Regions from separate parts of the Mus musculus genome. Here regions 2, 3, 4 and 5 are each linked to region 1. A link is a contact called in public HiChIP or PLAC-seq, Micro-C and promoter capture Hi-C data. All regions are on one chromosome and are shown on one strand. Each heading gives the region's core, a stretch centred on a gene start, on an enhancer-like site or on the middle of the called end of the contact. The rest is flanking DNA. Distances are from core to core; before and after follow the strand shown. Region 1 holds the start of Il17d (interleukin 17D). Region 2 holds the start of 3110083C13Rik (RIKEN cDNA 3110083C13 gene). Region 3 holds the start of Gjb2 (gap junction protein, beta 2). Region 4 has its middle 20 kb from the start of Zdhhc20. Region 5 holds the start of Zdhhc20 (zinc finger, DHHC domain containing 20).

Evidence for each region. Promoter capture Hi-C pulls out the DNA fragments that hold promoters and counts their contacts. Hi-C and Micro-C count contacts between places; a contact is called where the count stands out from the background. HiChIP or PLAC-seq counts read pairs in DNA pulled down with a chosen protein or histone mark.
Region 2: a promoter capture Hi-C map of pre-B cells shows a contact between it and region 1, with 4 times the contacts expected there. The contact joins the promoter of 3110083C13Rik here to the promoter of Il17d in region 1. A contact is called at or near these places in 2 of 39 promoter capture datasets (neutrophils and pre-B cells), 1 of 484 Hi-C or Micro-C datasets (embryonic stem cells), 1 of 115 datasets of contacts at active chromatin or transcription factors (memory CD8 T cells) and 1 of 9 other capture datasets (liver).
Region 3: a contact with region 1 is called in a FOXA1 HiChIP or PLAC-seq map of pancreatic cancer cells. The contact joins the promoter of Gjb2 here to the promoter of Il17d in region 1. A contact is called at or near these places in 18 of 39 promoter capture datasets (the 3T3-L1 cell line, 3T3-L1-derived adipocytes, the C10 cell line and 9 more), 1 of 484 Hi-C or Micro-C datasets (embryonic stem cells), 1 of 115 datasets of contacts at active chromatin or transcription factors (pancreatic cancer cells) and 1 of 9 other capture datasets (liver).
Region 4: a contact with region 1 is called in an H3K4me3 HiChIP or PLAC-seq map of bone marrow-derived macrophages, with 5 times the contacts expected there. The contact joins the enhancer-like site here to the promoter of Il17d in region 1. A contact is called at or near these places in 7 of 484 Hi-C or Micro-C datasets (the HL-1 cell line, the HPC-7 cell line, embryonic fibroblasts and 2 more) and 3 of 115 datasets of contacts at active chromatin or transcription factors (bone marrow-derived macrophages, embryonic stem cells and pancreatic cancer cells).
Region 5: a Micro-C map of embryonic stem cells shows a contact between it and region 1, with 5 times the contacts expected there. The contact joins the promoter of Zdhhc20 here to the promoter of Il17d in region 1. A contact is called at or near these places in 1 of 39 promoter capture datasets (pre-B cells), 6 of 484 Hi-C or Micro-C datasets (the HPC-7 cell line, embryonic stem cells and nephron progenitors) and 1 of 115 datasets of contacts at active chromatin or transcription factors (memory CD8 T cells).

What each region holds. Positions count from the first base shown.
Region 1 is chr14:57,523,571-57,526,102 of GRCm38.p6, reverse strand. Il17d (interleukin 17D) reads right to left here and starts at 1,274. Exons shown (of 3, transcript NM_145837.3): 1 at 1,182-1,274; 2 at 504-799. The coding sequence starts at 1,196.
Region 2 is chr14:57,998,049-58,000,580 of GRCm38.p6, reverse strand. 3110083C13Rik (RIKEN cDNA 3110083C13 gene) reads right to left here and starts at 1,269. Exons shown (of 2, transcript NR_166770.1): 1 at 1,119-1,269. It overlaps Micu2 (mitochondrial calcium uptake 2), which reads left to right and starts at 1,319. Exons shown (of 12, transcript NM_028643.3): 1 at 1,319-1,551. The coding sequence starts at 1,342.
Region 3 is chr14:57,103,439-57,105,970 of GRCm38.p6, reverse strand. Gjb2 (gap junction protein, beta 2) reads left to right here and starts at 1,269. Exons shown (of 2, transcript NM_008125.3): 1 at 1,269-1,502. It overlaps Gm32912 (a long non-coding RNA gene), which reads right to left and starts at 1,306. Exons shown (of 5, transcript XR_383459.4): 1 at 1-1,306.
Region 4 is chr14:57,909,412-57,911,943 of GRCm38.p6, reverse strand. No RefSeq gene overlaps it. Among named protein-coding and RNA genes, the nearest start is that of Zdhhc20, 20 kb to the right of the region's middle. Within about 2 kb of position 1,268, at least 286 of the 459 cell types and tissues checked have an H3K27ac peak or open chromatin away from gene starts, as enhancers often do. A contact at or near this core is called in the HL-1 cell line, the HPC-7 cell line, bone marrow-derived macrophages and 4 more, where this site is marked.
Region 5 is chr14:57,889,062-57,891,593 of GRCm38.p6, reverse strand. Zdhhc20 (zinc finger, DHHC domain containing 20) reads left to right here and starts at 1,258. Exons shown (of 13, transcript NM_029492.5): 1 at 1,258-1,531. The coding sequence starts at 1,414.

The DNA.
Region 1 (2,532 bases), core at 25-2,524:
GAATTGGTATTTATTGCATAACAAATACAGAAGCAGCATTTCTTCAAAGATCGTGACAGACCTTTGTAGAAACCAATCGCTCCCAATTTAGTTATACCATCTGCCTCTCCTAGCCCCTCCCTGAGCTCTAGGACCAGTAGACACCCGCCTTACCTGGCCTGCCCCCCGTGGTTCATCCCAGTAGTTCCACCCGGCCCCACCCATCACCTCCGTCCGCTCCTCAGACCCCGCCCCTCGGGCACTACACCATCTCCATAGCACCACCCGACCGTCTTGCCACTCCCCTCCCGCTCCAGCCGATCCCACCCGATCCCCCTCACGACCCCTTCCTTCAAGCACCGTCCACCTATACCGCTCCAGTGGCAGCCGGGCCCCGCCCAGGCCCCACCCGACCCCGCCCACCACGTGCTCCGCCCCGCCCCTCGGCCCCGCCCTCCAACGGACTCCACCCTGCCCCACCCACCTGTTCTGCAGGCCCCGCCCCTCCCCTCGGGCCCGCTCACCTGTACGCCCAGGGCGACACGCTGCGCAGGTTGGTGGGTGGCCGGAAGCGGCGGTCGGCGGCCCTGCCCCCGGCCGGGCAGCTGGCATTGCGCGCCTGCTCGCGCGGCCCGAGCTGCAGCGTGTGGTGGAAGGCGCTGAGCACGCCGGCCGCCAGCCGCCCGTACAGCTGCTCCAGGAGCTCCTCCGGCCGGTCCGCGCAGTCCCGCGGCCGCGCCGGGCGCCTCCCGGTCCTCAGCGCGCCCGCCGCGCGGCCCGGCGCCAGTGCCAGCAGGAAGCCGACCGCGAGCATCCAGACCTGCGGGACAGGCCGAGCTCAGCGTCGCGGGACCCGCCCGGCGCTCCGCACACCGTGAGGCCCTCCCCGAGCATGGGCGCCGCGCGGGCCGGCCCCCGAGCGCCGTCCCCGCCCGCCCGCCGCCCGCGCGGTCCCCGGGGCCCGGCCCGCCGCCGGCCCGCGCGCCCCCGGCCCCCGCCGCCGCCGCCGCCCAGAGCCGGAGCCCGCGCGGGGGGCGGGTGCGGGGCGCGCGTGCACGTGTGCGTGTGCCTGCCGGGCTGCTGCGCGGCGGGCTGCGAGTGCCTGTGAGACGCCTCTCCGGGCCGTCCCGCCGTCCTCCCCCCGTCCCTCTGCCCCAGCCCGGCCTCGGCCATGCCTCGCCGGTACCCCCGAGGGCGCTCACCAGTGTCCCCAACATCGCGTCGCCGTGATGCTTTCCAGACTTGTTAGGAGGGGGGCTGAAGGCTCTTCTGCGAAGTAAATAAGGGCGCCGCACACGCGGGGCGTGTGGCCTGCGGGCTGGGTGTCGCCCCTACAGAAGTGGACTGGCGGTCCGCCTGGCTGGAGGAGGAGGAGGTGGTGACTGGCCTCGACGCCTCGGCACGGACCAGTGGGGCCTCGGGGATGCAGTCGAGAGGCCGACTTTGGCTCAGAGGAAACGGATTTCTCTAGACATTGAAGCGGTCCAGGAGCTGGACAGGCCACTTGGAAATGAATGAACTCCAACCTAGAAGGACTCTCCTTCTTGCGACCACTTCCTCTTCTGGGATTTCATAGTTCGAAGAATTATACAAGAGATTAAAAAACAGTTATGTTCTGTTAGGCTAGAAGGAGGCTGTTTTCCCTTAAATACTCATAAAATGACTCCATGCCTCTTATTCAGCTAAGGGCCGAGTAATAAATACCCTCCCCCACCTGACACATGCTGTAAATGGGCATCTCTTGGTCTAGTTTTACAGTGTTGGAGAACTCAATCATGGTAATTAATTGTGTGAGCAGACATGTAAAATGAGCCTAAAGTTCTGTGAATAAATTAAGGGGAATCAGCTCAAATGAAGGACTCTATTGAATCTGAAGAGAGCTTGCTCACTTACTTGTTCATTATTTAAATGCCTTGCTTACCAGGCATCCAGCTAGTGAATATGATTACTTTTGAGCATTTACGCTTTGAGAATAAAGAGAAATGGCTGAGACTAGCTGAACGCTTTTTGAAAGTGTGCAAAATATTTTTTTGACTCCCTAAAACGGCTTGCAGCTTTGGGTTTTAACCAAGTTGTAAACCAGTGGTTAACTGCGTTTCAGTTCTGCTATGCAGAAAAACACTTGCCTTCAATGTTTTAAAACTGAAATACTTTGTAGCGGCTCTACCTTTAAAAGTCCCTTCAAACCTTACAGCTTAAAACATTTTACAATTCCTAGTAAACACATTTGGGTTTATGAAACACTTTGACTCGCACATAAATTGTTAACGTTGTCTCCTTCCTAGTAAAAAAACGGGAATAAAGACATCAGCACTCAAGTACTACTAATTTTCCATTTGAAAGGTACAGCGTAGGAGTATTTTCGAGGCGAGCTTGTCATTACCAGAGTTCCACGGAACTACTCACTGTGCTAATCAACAAAGTACCTTCCAGTGTCTGACCAGTTTGTGGAAGCCTCCAGTTACTGAAAACTTAAACTGAGTAGAGCATAAGATTCATTTGTGATTAAACAGGGGAGCAAAGGCTATAAATAGGTGCAGATTAAATAAAAAG
Region 2 (2,532 bases), core at 20-2,519, 470 kb before region 1:
AAAAAAATCCAAAGAAAAATAATGGCTGTTGCTAAATGCCATGCATAGGGCCTGACAGCACTGACCTGTACATGCAAATGTTGTCAAAATGCTAACGTCCTGTACATTTTACTTCATTCAAACACCAAATTTTAGGGGCTGAGTAGACAGCTCATCAGTTAAGAGTGTTCTCTGCTCTACCAGAGCACCAGAGGTCCATTCTCAGCACCCATATCAGGCTGATCACAACTGCCTCTATCTCCAGCTACAACACCCTCTTCTGGACTCTGGGGGCACCCACCCATATGTGGCATAAATACACAGAGGCATACACATAAAAAATGAGTCTTGATAAATAAATATAAAGGGCATTTAGCTATAAAAAACGGAGATCTGTAAGGGTGAGCATGTACACATATTCTTTCCTTTTTTCCTTTTGACACAGGATTTCACTATGTAGTTATGGGTGGCCTGGAACTCACTGCGCAGACCAGAGGTCAGAAAACAACTTATAGGACTCTCTTCTCTGACTTCTAACTCAGGTAGGCAGGCTTGGCATGAAGTGCCTTTATCCACTGAACCAACTGTCTCAAGTGACTCACTATAATCAGACATGTGACATTTGGGGCAAATATAATATCGTCAATATTTTCAGCCCCTTACCCTAGCCTCTTTGAGGATGAAATTCTACTGTTGCATCAACACCCACAGTGGTTATACCCAGCACCCTCTGCCGCTTACTGTTAGAAGTGTTTCCCTCTCCAGCTCTAAATGTGCCCACTTACGACTGACATAGGCTTTCCCGAGAGAGCTAAAGATGCTATGTTTAAGTCTATCGACTGAAAAACCATGCTAAATCTAATTTGATTCCGCATTTATCATCAACACCCTTCTTAGTCCCTATTCTTAATCTAGTTTGTCCAATATATTCCACCCAGAATCTATTACCCTTCCTTTAGTCTAATTTCATGGGGGGGGGGGGGTAGAGACCAGAAGGGGGCGCTGGATGCCCTGGAGCTGGACTTATCTGTGGCCTTAAGTCTCCGGAATCCAGCTGTGGTGCTCTGGAAGGGCAGCAAGCACCCTTCACCCCTGAGCCATCCCTGCAGCCCCTTCTTGGCCCACAGTGGTGACCTGACCTGTTAGGACAGTTAACCAGCTAACTCATGTCCTTTGCCTTGGAAACTGTCACCGGAGCCGAGGGTCACCTCAAAACCACGCTTGAACGTCGAGGAAGCAGCCACACCTAGCAACACACGCGCAGAGCACGGTGGAGGGTGATGAGCTCTCGCGAGAGCCCAACTCTGTTCTCGGGCAACAGACGGTGAGGGCGGGGCGCGACGCTCGGGCGCTTCCGCAAAGATGGCGGCGGCTGCGGGAAGAAGCGCTTGGCTGGCGGCCTGGGGCGGAAGGCTGCGGCGCGGGCTCGCGGCCGGCCGACGAGCTGTGCCGACTCGCGGCCCTCTCGCAGCGGCTGTGGCCGGGGTAGCCCTGGCAGGCGCAGGAGCGGCATGGCATCACGGCCGCGTGAAAGCAGCCGCGCGCGAGGGCTCCCGAACGGTGTCGGCGCAGGTACGGCTCAGCCCGGCCCCGCCCTCAGGCACCCCTGGGAGGGGGGCGGAGGCACAGGAGACCCTAGGCGCCTGGCACGAGCCTGGAGGGCCTGGGGGGTTCCGGGAGGAGGCGGCGGGAGGCCCCGCCCGGGATGCGTGTGGGCGTGGCTGGGGCACGCCTCTGCCCACCTGGTGGATGGAGAAGGGTCCTTGACGTTTGCGGGGGCTGGGCACCCCTTAGTTAGCCTGCATCGTTAAAGAGTTCCCTGGTCGCTTCTTTGTTGAAAAGGGTGGCGTCGACCTACTGTGTGAGCCACACACCCCCCCAGTCTAGAGAATATCAACTCTAAAAGTTAAACAGCTGATAGTTGCAGATTTTATCAATTCCAATGACAGCTGTTACATAAGTCGAAACCGTAATGTTTTAGTGGACCCCGCCTACGCGGCAAAACAAGTTTTCCTAAACCTGAGCTGTCAGGATGCAAATGTTAAGTACCCTACTTCAAGATGAACCCGGTCTTGTAAAACCTTGGAAAGTTTGAATGTACTCTCTAAGATTTTTATAGAGAGAGGCATTTCAGTGTTTTGGGTTTTAGGGTTTTTAAAATTAAAAGCAGTTTTTTATTTTCCTTATTTGCTAGGTTTCTGTTACCTAGTTCTAGTGGGAAAACTCAAGCATTAAAATACAACAAAAAGAAAAGCATACCTTACAGATTAAAGGTTGGTAACTGTTTGATTATTGAACAGTTTATACAAACATTGACTCCAACCTCACACCACATCAGAGGTGGAAAAAGCTACACAAGCATTATAGACTACTTTTTAATGTTTTCTGTGATTTGTTTTCATTTTATATGTATGAGTGTTTTGCCTGCGTGTATGTGTGTACACTGAATGCAGACCTGATGCCCAAATGCCATAAGCTTGCATTGGGCCCCTAGAACTAGAGTTACAGGTGATCCTAAGGGACCACAAGAGTGCTGGGAACTGAACCTGGGCC
Region 3 (2,532 bases), core at 20-2,519, 420 kb after region 1:
GCCATGGTCCTTTCATTGAAAGCCAATCCTTCGACCAGACGGGCCTTGTCAGAATGAATCAGTCTCTTCACTGCGTGTAAAGCTAATCTGAAGGAACTTTGTGGGGATGTGCCGTTTTCATTCCAAACCTGGCAGCTGTAGGACTCGGGTTGCAAGTAGTAAGGTGAAGCTAGCTGGCCTAGGTATCCCAAAGCGTAGCTAGCTCTTGTGAATGTCCACCGTAACTCCTCTCAAAACTATCCAGACAGCCAAGCAATGTGGAACACCGAGCCCTCAAAACCCACGAACAGCTTGGCGGAGAGAGGTAGATGCAGGCTGCCCAGGTCTTCCCAGCATCCTGGACTCCAAGAGGGATGGGCTTGCCTAACCTCTTCTGCTCCCCCCCCCCTTCCGCATCCCCTGCACCGGCAGAATCTGGGTGCCCCTTCCTTGCAATGCTTTCAGTTGTGGAAAAGAGGACACAGAGAGCGGGGGCACAGGCAGAGAACCCTCCAGAGACTGTGACAAGTCCACTTCCAGGCCAGCCCTGGAGACGCACCTCTACATCTTCTTCTGTCCTAGCCACTGGCACCCTGTTCAAAGTGATCGAATTAAATCGGGAATTCAAAGAAATAGAAGCCAGAATTTGGCCAGCCCTGGCGGCGCCCTCTGTTAGTCTGCCTTGAACCCGAATTCTAGATGCCTCAGCTCACTGCACTACGGGAGAGGAGTCTCCTGTGCGCTACTGGAAGCTGCAGGCCAACACAAAACTGTACCGTCCGTTTATCTAACACGCACACACACACACACACACACACACACACACACACACAAGTATATATAATATTACTACAGCGAAGCTTCGAATATAACAGCACACTTTCCACTAGTGAGAGTAGTAAGAGCAACATCAACTCTCTTTCAACATCACCCAATCCCCCAAAAGCGAGTAGCTGGGACTTGGAGCTTTGCGACCTGCGTCCTGGGTGAAGACACAGGTCTACCAGCTCTGTTCAGGCTGCGCTCGGGACAGGACACTGGAAGAGCCTTGAGCTCAAAGAGAGCTGGGGGTGGGGTGGGGCGGAGTGGGGTGGGGAGTGACCTAGGCTCCAGGAGAGCTCGCGACTCGGCGGGCCCTGACGGCTCTGGGTGCCCGGAGAGCCCCGCCCGTGGCGCTGGGGGTGGCGGGCTACTGGGAGCCGCCTCCTCCGCAACTTTCTCAATCGCTCCAGGGTGAGAGAGGCGGGGTGAGGGCTTTGGTTAAAAGGCGCCGCGGCCAACAGGTGTCCAGGATCGCAGCGCGCGGCGCGCTCCGCTCTCCCAACTCGCAGCCAGTCGGCGGCGCTCCAGTCCACTGAGCGCAGCCTCCACCGGGACCCGCGGCGACCAGCACAGGATCAGCCGGCGACCCATTTCGGACCAACCCAGGAGCGGCCCCGGGACCCGCTTCAGACCTGCTCCTTACCGGGGACAGCGCCTCGCCGCTTCCCGCCACCCAACGCTGCACGCTCCTCCGGACACAGGTGCGACCGCCAATCCGCGCCACCGAGTCACACTGGTGTAACCCGCCCCCGACCGCAACGCCCCACGGTGGCTGGGGCGCGAGACTCAGCCAGTAGGGACGCGTGAGGTGCGAGGAGGGGTGCGGGCCGCCACGGTCCTGGGAAACCGAGGCCGGAACGCGCTGCGCGGTCCCTACGGGCCACCGCCACCCGTGCATAGGGACCCGAGCTGTGAACGCGTTTCTTCGGCTGCAGGCGTCTGGCCCGGCTCGGGGTTGGAGCCGGCTGCTCTCACCGCCGCGCACAGCCTGAGCCGGGAGGTCCCGCACAGCGCGGGGTGGGGAGGGACGCGGGGGCCAGGCTGTTCCGCGCACGACTGCGACGTGTCGCCAGTATTCCTTCGCTAGAATTTTCCCGAGGCCTCCTGGCTGCGTTGTCTGCCGCCATTGAAAAGTTTTTAGCTAACCGAAAGCTGAGCAGGAAAACTCAGTTTCATTTGTTAAGCAGGAAGCCTCCGTGGGAAGACACTGACCTTTACCACCTAAAGCACTGGGGTGACGTGGGCGACCGCCCAAAACGCGCGGCCGTAGCCGCTCCCGCGAGCTGGGGAACCCCAACCTGCACTCGGGTGGAGATTTTGATTGCTTTTTTTTTTTTTCTTTCCTTAAATGCTTTTTAAGGATTTGCGTCCAGGCGGGACGTTACAGCTGGAAGGGAAGGCACAGGTTCACAGATGGCGTGCTGCTGAGAAACTTGTCCCTTAGGACAATTGCATCAGCCCCTTGGTGCTGCCTCAATGGAAGGGAAGGGAGCGTAGGCCTAAATGGGACCCATTGCTCAGGTCCACGGGATTGTCCTGAGAAGCCTGGCTCAGTCATGGCTACACTTACCCCGGAGTCCTTTGGGAACTATGGGCAAAGCCAGTGAATTATGAGAAGGGTGGAGGGTGCGGTGGGGTCAGCATCTAGAGGCAGTCCACCAGCTCCCCGAAGTATCCTTTAAGGCAAATAAGGGTCATATGCAGTATATACTATAAACATGGAGAAGCTCC
Region 4 (2,532 bases), core at 19-2,518, 390 kb before region 1:
GCTCTGAGCAGTATACAAATTAAGACAAGACACCAACCCATACTTACCAGATTGGCAAAAAGTAGGATGTGATCTAGGAGTGTTAGCATGGACTCAGGAAACAAGATCCCTGTGTCTGCTGGCTACACACTGACAATCTTAAGGAAACTTAGAGCAAGCCTGCCTCCTGGCCAAATGTCCCCAGAGAAACATGCTAACGGTCAGAGGGTGGCTCCAAGGGCTTCCTGTCAGGACTGCCTGCACCAGTGTCCACCACTAAAGAAATAAATTGTGCCAAGGAAGATGGCACTGAGTTAGAACTGAACAGCAGGAATATAAGTCCATGTAGTAAGCTGAAGACGCAGGGGGTGAGACCTAGACCGACCACAGTTTATGTAAATCAGCAACTAGAGCTACTGACGTGGCCCAGCAGATAAAGGTGCTTGCCACCAAGCCTGACCATCTGAGTTCAAGCCCTGGAACCCACCTGGTGGGAGGATAGAATACGGTCCTACAAGTTGTCCTCTGACTGCCACATACATGTGCACTATGGATCTCTTTGAGTTCAAGGCCATCCTGGCCTACATAGAGAGCTCCAAGACAGCCAGGGCTACATAAAGAAACCCTGTCTCCAATAAATAAAACTTCAAGAGCCTATGAGATAGTTCAGTGACTAAAGGCACTTGCTGTCAAGGCTGATGACCTGATTTCAGTCCTCGGGACCCACATATTGGAAAGAAAGAACTTGACTCCCAAAAGTTGCCTTGTAATCTCCACATGGCCCTCGCACCCATAAATAAGTAAAAATAAATACATAAATAAAATCTTAATTTAAATTACTTTTTAATGTAGGCACATTAAGAATCATCATAAGAAAGAATACATGTTCTCAAAATGTGGAGTTCAAATTGACAGTACAACCTCAGCCGGGCGTTGGTGGCGCACGCCTTTAATTCCAGCACTCTGGCGGATTTCTGAGTTCGAGGCCAGCCTGGTCTGCAGAGTGGGTTCCAGGACAGCCAGGGCTATACAGAGAAACCCTGTCTCGAAAAAAAAAGAGAGAGAGCGTGACACAGTACAACCTCGTCAGCACCGTAGGATAATTGAGACAAAAAGAGAAAAGTGATCGCAGTCTCAGTGCGGACGCTTTCAAAGAAATAGAATTCAACACGAAAGTCCCACAAGATGGCGCCCTTGCATCCCAAAACCATGCCCAGGCACCCGCACGGAAGAAGGTAGGAGCAAGGCAAGGACTGTCTCAAAGGCCAGTCTGAAAGAAAACACTGCAGGCAGCATGAACTGCCACGCCCTGGTGAGTATTCAGAAGACTGCGCCTGCTGCCCGCTGGTTGGCGACGGGCTGTATTTGAAGAGGAAGGAAATGAAGCCCGGGGCAGTTCCTTCCGAGTCTTCACCACCAGAGCTTTTCTGATGGCGGTGTGCCTTTGTTTTGGTGGAATCGATCCTCCTTCCACGAGAGTGAAGTGAGAGATGACGTTTTTTTGCTTACAGCATTCGGGTTTGCAGAGGATTTGTGAGAAGTATTTGATGGTGAGAAAAACACTAATTCTAAGGCCCAGAAAAAGACAAACTATGACTATTTTCTCCTCAAATATATTGAGTCATAATTTTATCAACTATCATTACAGCATCATTTCAGAGACTAAAATCTGGAAATCACATAAATATCCAGCACCATGAAGAGGGATAAGTAGATTATATGATTGAATTCTTGGCGACCACTTCAAGTGTGAGAGGGTATGCTGGGCTAGTCTTCTGTTAACTTGACACAAGCTTGAGTCACCTGAAAGAAGGGAGCCGCAATTGAGAAAATGCCTCCTTAAGATCCAGCTTTAAGGGTGTTTTGTCAATTAATGATCATGGAGGAGTATCAGGCCCATGTGTGTGGTGCTGTCCCTGGGCAGGTGATCCTGGGTTCTATAAGAAAGCAGACTGAGAAGTCAGTAAGCAGAACCCTCCATGGCCTCTGCATCAGCTCCTGCCTCCAGGTTCCTGCCCTGTCTGAGTTCCAAACCTGACATCCTTTGGTGACGAACAGCAGTGTGGAAGTATAAGCTGAATAAACCCTTTCCTCCCCAGCTTGCTTTTGGTCATGGTGTTTCATTGCAGCAATAGAAACCCTAATTAAGACAGTGTATAAATTAAGTTGCAGGATCCTGCAGATGGAAAAGGGATTGTCTCACTGTTCCAGCCTCCTTTTTCCATACACACTGGGCTCTATGATGCTAGGCAGCGACCTGGGGATGCTGGTTGCCTTTACCTGCTGGCTGGCAGCATCCTGACCTCTGCCCACAGTGAGCAGTACAAGGGAGGCTTCAAGCCTGGGGTTGGAAAACAAGCCCTGTGATATCTCCAGTCTCGGCCTGCATCCCTGCATCATCCCTGCAGTACCAGTCTCTGGCTGCTTTTTTTTTTTTTTTTTTTTTTTTTTTTTTTTTTTGGCAAGCCTAGAACCAACTCCATTGTTTGTGCTCTCCGAAGCCCCACTAGCCTTTTCCTCTGGGCATCCTTTCCTAATCGCGTAGGACTGACT
Region 5 (2,532 bases), core at 9-2,508, 370 kb before region 1:
CAAGTGCTGGTATTAAAGGTGTGCACTTCTGGGTCCTAATGTCATCTTTAGGGCATGTTGCAATTTTCTTATTGTATACATGTTACTTTAATGTAACAGTAGTGTATGGTGACTAAATATTAATACTCATTTTACTAAGTCTTTATCATACTATAATAGCAGTTACCTTCTTCTTGGAGACTTTAGTAAATAGTCTGTTTTAGCTGACCTCAAACTCACAGAGTTCCACTGTCCTCTTCCTCCTGAGTGTGTGGAATTAAAGGCATGTGCCACTATGCCCAGGGCCAAAACCCAAACCAACCCAAACCAAACTTAAAAACTTTTCATTTGTCCTCAGACAACCCCTGGGCCACACATCCTCATGAGCAGTGGTCCATGCACATCCGCACATAGAATGTAAATAAATGAATGTACTGTGTTTTAAAAGAATGTATGAAATTATTCCTAATGATTGTACATTATGATGTTTCACAGCAAGGCTTCTAGATTCTAAGATTGCAGTCATTACTTAGCAATCTCCAGCTGTAAATATTTGAAAATCCCACTCCAGGAAAGGGCTGTTTCTATATTCTGCTTTCATGGTGTAACCTTAAATGTGGACTCCAAATCAAACTGACCTGTTGTATATGGCTTCCACCTTAAATCTCAGGCTCCTACCAATTCAAACAAAACATGGTGGAGAGAGCGATACGTGGACCAAATTATCCCAGGGGATTCTTCATTGGAGACACATTATAGTCACAGGAGTCTTATATTTAAGTATATATAATATTTTTCTTGCTTGCACGCTTGAGTGATGCACAGCCTTATGTAATAGGGAACCCGACTTGTATGGGTCCTGAAAGACCTAGGGGAAGAGTGTTATACAGAGTGCCACCCAAGGCACACAGGGCAGCTAAGAATTCATTCCTCTCCCCTTGCGCATCCCCATCCCTCTCGTCACCCAGTCCTAGATGGCCTCCTACACATCCTTAGCACTCTCCTCTCTTTTCCACCAAGGCACCCCCAAATCCCATGGGCGGGCCTGAGCAGAAGCCCCGCCCCAACTTCAGGCCCCGCCTCCTTCGGCCGGGTAGCCCCACCCCCTACGGGGATTGCCAGGCGCGGGACTAGGGGCGGAGCGGCAGGATGCGGGGCAGGGGCGGACCCGGTCCAGGCGCCGGGAGGGGCGGAGTTGCAGCGTCGCCCTTCACAGCTCGCAGCGGGATGAGAGGCGGGCCCGGAGGCGGGCCCGAGGGCGGGGTCAGGGGCGGACCCGGGCCAGGCGCAGGGAGGGGCGGAGTTGTGGCGTCGCCCTTCGCCACTGCTTGCGGCGGCGGAGCCTCGGGGGCGGGGAAGCTGGCGACAGGGCCGCTGGGGTCTTGTGGTCCTACAGAATCGTGGGCAGCGGGACCCGGCAGTCAGCAGAGGAACATGGCGCCCTGGACACTCTGGCGCTGCTGCCAACGCGTGGTGGGCTGGGTTCCGGTGCTCTTCATCACCTTTGTGGTCGTCTGGTCCTACTACGCGTACGTGGTGGAGCTGTGCGTGAGTGAGTACGGGAGGCGCGGGCGGCGGGCCGGGCCGCGGGTGGCAGGCCGAGGCCTCGGCGCCGCGTTCTGATTCCGCGGGGCGGCCTGCGCTTCCCCAGCCCGTGGGTTCCACGTCCGAGGGTTCCGGCCCGCGCTTCTCCGGCGGTGGGGGCCCCTGTCCGTGGGTTTCTGCCCACGGCTCGCTGCTCGAGGGGTCCCGAGTTCGGGCCTGCGCGCCGCCCACGCTCCAAGCTTCCGGGTGGCTGCAGTCGCCTTGGGGCTCCCACCCTTCTGTGACGGAATGCTCACAAAGGCCTTTCCTTTTGAACTAGAGAACCCCTTCTGAGACGGCTTGTGAGGTCAGTTTGGCTAAAACACACGCACACACGCACAAAGAAATCTTTTCCTCCCAGATTGTTGCTCCCCAAACTGCGCGAGAAGAAGCGCGTAAGCTGAAAGCAGCCTGGGGGCCTGGGAGGGAGGTGTGTCTCCCGGGTCTGCAGTGTGGGCTCAGCCCCTGGTCTGAGCTGTATTTGACCCTTTTTAATATTCATCTGGGGGTCTCAGTGCTGGATTTACACAAAATGTTGTTTTGAGGCACAAGGAATTGAACAAGAGAGGTGCAAGCTCAATGACTTTTTTTTTTTGCCTGTTTACTTTGTAGGTTTGTATTGCTTATACCTTTAGTTTTAGGGCTTTGGTTTAGTTTTACTTTTGCTATTTTTCTTATTTAATTTTTTTTACCGTATGGTTCTTACCTGATTTCCTGGGATAAAGGAATAGCGTTGCATTATACTTACATGACTTAGCCGATTGGTTCATTGTCATTAACACCCTAGGCCATTACTATGTCAGTGATACTAAATAATTGCCTGTAAGCTTTGAGTGTGCGTTCTATACCTACTGGCTCTTTACTGTGTTCGTCTCCCGTCAGCATTATTAAATAAAACCCTAAGAAAAAGCAGTCCCTTGGTTTCCCAGAAGTGATGTGGTTTTAATTTTCAGACAGAGCCCTCGGTTA